Regions from separate parts of the Gossypium arboreum genome. Here region 2 is linked to region 1. A link is a contact called in public Hi-C data. All regions are on one chromosome and are shown on one strand. Each heading gives the region's core, a stretch centred on a gene start, on an enhancer-like site or on the middle of the called end of the contact. The rest is flanking DNA. Distances are from core to core; before and after follow the strand shown.

Evidence for each region. A called contact is a pair of places that touch in the nucleus more often than the background predicts.
Region 2: a contact with region 1 is called in a Hi-C map of leaf, with 3 times the contacts expected there. The contact joins the enhancer-like site here to the promoter of LOC108478646 in region 1. A contact is called at or near these places in 2 of 5 Hi-C or Micro-C datasets (both in leaf).

The regions. Positions count from the first base shown.
Region 1 is chr6:79,911,581-79,914,280 of ASM2569848v2, forward strand. It overlaps LOC108478646, which reads left to right and starts at 1,254. Exons shown (of 3, transcript XM_053029952.1): 1 at 1,254-1,639; 2 at 1,740-1,868. The coding sequence starts at 1,497.
Region 2 is chr6:80,677,768-80,680,610 of ASM2569848v2, forward strand. It overlaps the pseudogene LOC108486187. Among protein-coding and RNA genes, the nearest start is that of LOC128294736, 33 kb to the left of the region's middle. Within about 2 kb of position 1,329, at least 2 of the 2 cell types and tissues checked have an H3K27ac peak or open chromatin away from gene starts, as enhancers often do. A contact at or near this core is called in leaf, where this site is marked.

The sequences.
Region 1 (2,700 bases), core at 4-2,503:
ACATATTATTATTTAATATTTTCTCCGAGTTAGTTGTTACATTATCTAGGGTTTTTTTTTTTTTTAAACAAATATCAATTGATGCCATTTAAACTTCGAGAAGAAATTAGTTAAGGGTGAGTATTCGATCAAGTTGAGTCAAATCGAATAAAAAAATTTCGAATTAGTTGAGTTGACGAATCCTATTTTTGCAATTAAGCTCGATTTAAATTTTTTTCGAATCGAGTTAAAATTTCAAGTCAAGTTGAGTCGAATTAACGAATCTTATTATTTATACTCATTGTTTCATTTACATGGATTGATTATTTTACTAGTAGACAAAATACAAGCTTTTATATTAATTTTGAATAAAGGAAAACAAGTAAAGTGGAGCAATTCGAGAAGGAAAGTAAGACTAATGGGTAAACATTTATCAAAATAATCTAGTTTTGCAGCTTGATATTTTTGACTTTTAACATTAGAAAAGGTAAACATTTATCAACATAATGCAGTTTTGTCTTTTTTTATTTGGATTTTCGGATAATTCGAATTAGGGGTGAGCGTTCGATCAAGTCGAGTGAAACCGTTCGAGTTAAATTAGAAAAATTAATAATGTTAAATTAAAATCTTGTACAATATAACTATTTCTATGTTAAAATACATAAATTTGAAACAATATATATTTGAAAACTTTTTAAAGCAAAAATAAAAATAAAAAATTTTAGTATAATAAACTTGAATCATTAATCACTTATTTAGATTCCATAATTATTATTTTATTAATTTTTGATATATTTTTAGATTTTTTAAATTTATACTTTTTTTAAAAATAAAATTTTAAAATTTTTATAAATATTATGAATTTTAAAATTATTTTCAAAATTTGAAATTTATTTTTATTTTTTTAATTTTTGTTAAGAGATTAATTTGCTCATTCTCAAAATTGAGGAGCCAAAACGATATTTTTACTAATCTGTTATTCAAATTATTTGAGTTATTTGAATTGTAAAAATTCAACTCAACTCAACTTGAAATCCGAAATTTCTTATTCGAGTTGACTTGAATAATTCGAATAACTCGAATAACTTAATTTAATTAACTCAAAATTTAATTTTTTTTTAATTTTTTCAAATTAAATCGAATTTTACTCACCCTTAAAATCAGTTGCAATCTGACCATAGGTGTAGCCAAACCATTGGGTAACTAAATGGCGCCTAGGAGACCTCGAAACAGCTTAACTGCATTAAAAGCACCAACAGTAAACAAAAGTAACAAAACCAAAATAGCTAAACAAAATAAAGGTAACAAAACAAAAACCAGAAAAAGAAATGAAAGCCCCCAGATCTAAAACTTTCCTCTCCAGAGAACTTTCAAGCTTTTCTTAGCACGAGTGAATCGTCGAGGTAACCAGAAAAACTCGTCATATTTTGATTGCAACAAAACTAGAAAACCTCTCATCAGGCCTTCGAGTTCATTGGACAACCCACTATCTTCGAATCGGGACTCAGCCTTTACAAATGGTCGCTTACCCTAACCCCTCTCCTATCATTGTCAACAAGCCTTTCTACCTCCCTCGGGACTTTCTCTACCCAATACATGGGGTAATCGTACTTTCTGCCTTCCATCACCAACCTATGTGTCGTCGCATTAGCCTCCCGAGGTACGAAACTAAACTGGAGGCTCCTAAACTTGGCCCCTCTTCCCTTAATATCTTTTATGAGATTACTGATCCTAAATTTGTCCTCTTTTGCATATTTCAGTTACCGGATGACTATTAAAGCATCCCCCTCAACACACACATCTCGAAAACCTAGCTCTTCTACAAAAGAGACCATATTCAAACATGCTCGCACCTCAGCCATGGTCGGATCTAGAATGTTCTCCCATAGGTAAGTGCACAATGCCATGACCAGTCCTTCCTTATTTCATGCTACTATACCCAAGTATGAGATCTGTAATTGTTGATTAAATGAAACGTCAAAGTTAAGCTTAATAGTGTCACCCTCCGATGGTTCCCAAACATATTGCTTAGGTAAATCTAGTGATTTTGATAACTCACTCAACTGCTCTATTTCTAACACGTACGCATTTATGAAACCCATTACATCTTGAATCTGATCTCTAATCCCCTCATGATAAACTTTGTTACGGTTATACCATAGAGCCCAATAAGAGATGACTAATTTTCTACATACCATTAAACTGCTTTTCATAAAATCCTCTGCTAACCACTGTTTCCAACTATGTTGCATGTTAATTGTCGAGAGAGCCATACCAACCTCTCCAGGACGTGCTTTGAGAAAACACAATCACGAAAAAAAAAAGGCACACCGACTCCTCCTCCACTTTACAAACTAGACAAAGAGAATTCACAACAAGCTTACGTGACTTCAGCACCCTTAACGTTGGCACAAAAACATTAGTTACTTCAAATTCAAATTCGATAAATTGACTTTGCAGAAAAATATATTATTAGGAAAATACAAAATAATAAAAACTCATGCAATTTGTCCAATGTCCATAGTTTAAAAATCCCATGTCACAGTTCAATAGTCTATCATAAAATAAAATCCAAAAAAGAGGTCATAAAGTCCATAAAAGTCCAAAACATAAGAAAAATCCATAATCATAAAAGAAACATTTCCAAGAGCATCACTGACGACCGAATCTGAGTCATAAACATGAGGATTATATGAAAACACATAAGTAATATGGGTGAGC
Region 2 (2,843 bases), core at 79-2,578, 770 kb after region 1:
CTGCTGTCTCATCCCTTGTGTGTTAAGCGTTGAATTTTCACCAAGATTCTTTCCTTTCAGATCCTTTCTCTCTCTCTTTTAGAGGCTTTTGTCACAGATCAACATTAGCCACAGTTTTCATTTTTTATTTTTCACAGAGAGGACCAATTGTTGGTAAAATTGGGTCTCTCTCTCTCTCTCTCTCTCCTTGAAGGAATCGATCAATAAGATGACAGTGTCAATACAATAAAATAAAAAGTATTTGTTGTTTCATTTCTTTAATACTATAATATTATAATCATTGACAGTCACACTATTATATTTCTAGCTGTCTTCCCATTTCTATATTTGGTTCTCTACCTCTCTCTCTCTCTCTCTCTCTCTCTCTCTCTCTCTCTCAAGCTGTGTTTTTGTTCATTTCATTGTATAATGGTGTTGTTCTTGTAAAGGGTGCTTGAGAGAGAAACCGAGAAAGAGAGGTGGGAAGGTAAAGTTTGGGTTTTTATGAGGTTTGAGTGATGAAGGGGAAAGAGAGGTAGCTATATTGAAGTGGGGTTTGTCTTGCTTTTGAAGCTTCGAGCTGTGTTTGTTGTTGGGGTTGGGGTTGGGAGGTAGATGGATACCAAAGGAAGACTTGTTGCTGGTTCTCATAACAGGAATGAGTTTGTTCTCATCAATGCTGATGAGATTGCAAGAGTAAGCACCTTCAAAGCTTATCGCCTCTTTTAGTATTTTGTTTCCCGTTACGGGCTACACCAATAGTTAGTGAAGGATTTGGGACGAGTAAGAGCTGGTTAATGTGTTGTTTCGTATTCTTTAGGATTTAAAGCTTTTTTTTTTACCACCATTTTTGGGTTTCGATGAGTCTCTCTCTCCCTTTCTCTCTCTTTCCTTATAAAGTTCTGGTTGGTGGATTAGCAGAAATTTTTACCCTTGCTTCCGTGGCTGTTTTCTTCAGCTTGGTAGAATATCACATTCCAGGAAAATTTCTTCTCTTGTGGTTTTTTTTTTTGGGGGGTGGGGGTTGGCATAGTGTTTATATACACCTAGATTCAACAAAATCAAATATCATTAACCCTCCCTTGTTATCTCAATTTAGTATCTTTTCTAGTTTGTAGATCTCAGAGCTGGTAGATGCATCCCATTTAGGCAATTAGTAACTCTTGTTTTTTGTATTTTCATTTTTTGTTATTTAAGCTATTAAAAAAGCTGAATCGTTGGGTAACCTAAATTGTTCTGTTCGGTTTACTGAAAAGCATATTTAATGATCTGGTGGCGATTGACGTTGTTAGTTGTGTAACTATGACTTGCAGGTGACTTCTGTTAAAGAACTAAGTGGGCAGATTTGCCAGATCTGTGGAGATGAGATAGAGATTTCACTTGATGGAGAACCCTTTGTTGCCTGCAATGAGTGTGCATTCCCGGTATGCAGACCTTGCTATGAATATGAAAGAAGAGAGGGCAATCAAGCATGCCCTCAATGCAAAACCAGATACAAGCGCATTAAAGGTGAGCCTTTAGAAGTTATCTTTTAGTAAAAAAGAAAAATTCCCTTGAAGATGATAGATTTAGCTAAAAATGTGGCCTACTCCAGGTTGCCCTCGTGTGGAAGGGGATGAGGAAGAGGACGGTGCTGATGATTTGGAGAATGAGTTTGATATTGCTAGCCAAGATAGGAGAGATCCTCACCATATTGCTGCTGCTATGCTCTCTGCTCGACTCAATATCAATCGTGGTTCCCAACCTCATGTTTCAGGGATAAGCACCCCAGCGGAGTTTGATGCTGCTTCTGTTGCTACAGAGATCCCACTTCTGACATATGGTGAAGAGGTGAATTATTTTTTGGTTAAGTTCTGTTTCTTATGTATCGCATTGTTGGTTGACATTTCTAATTGATTATTACTAAAGGATGCTGGGATTTCCTCTGATAAGCATGCTCTTATCGTTCCTCCCTTTATGAGTTGTGGAAAACGGGTCCATCCAATGCCAGTTCCTGATCCTTCCTTGACTTGTAAGTTGTCTCATATGATTGGTAGAAATGTGCTAATTGTGCACATTGCTGTTATTCACATGTCCGTTCTAGTGTATAATGGTTTCTGTTGCTGACAACACAGTGCCACCCAGACCAATGGATCCTAAGAAAGATTTGGCGGATTATGGGTATGGAACTGTTGCATGGAAGGAAAGAATGGAGGATTGGAAGAGAAAACAGAATGAGAAACTCCAGGTGGTTAAGCATGAAGGATATAACAGAGATGAATTTGAGGATCCTGATTTGCCAGTGTAAGTGCATTTTATCACTCTGAAATTCTTAACTGCTGCGTCTGAGCTTGTTTAAGTCACAAAAGCTTGTTCCTGCAATTGTTTGTTTACTAGATTCCTCTTCCTTTTTTGGGTTCAAAGAATATGGGAATTGTCAATTGATTCAGTTAGTAATTATCAAAGACGGCATGAGTTGATAATTATTAAAGGTATTCGTGGTTAATTATATAAACATAATTGCTGTTTTTCACTTCTGCTAAACGAACCATTTTTTCATTGGTTCCTTTTCTTTTGAGAAATATCAATCTTTTATATGATTGCGTTATCTACTTTTTGTTGGCTCTAGAGTTTGTATCCTCTTTACATTTATGTTACTTTTTTCATGTGAGTGAATGAGTGCATCATTTTTCTGTGTTAGCGAAGCTATTCAAACTTGTATATAAGGTTTCTGCATGAAAAAAGCCATAATTAATATCTGTTTCATTTGCCAAACTTACTGTAGGCTAGAAGTCACTATATTCATTTATGACTGCTGTTTCACATTCACCAACTGTTTCAACTAAAAATGTAAACTTTGTGTTATTGTAGGATGGACGAAGGCA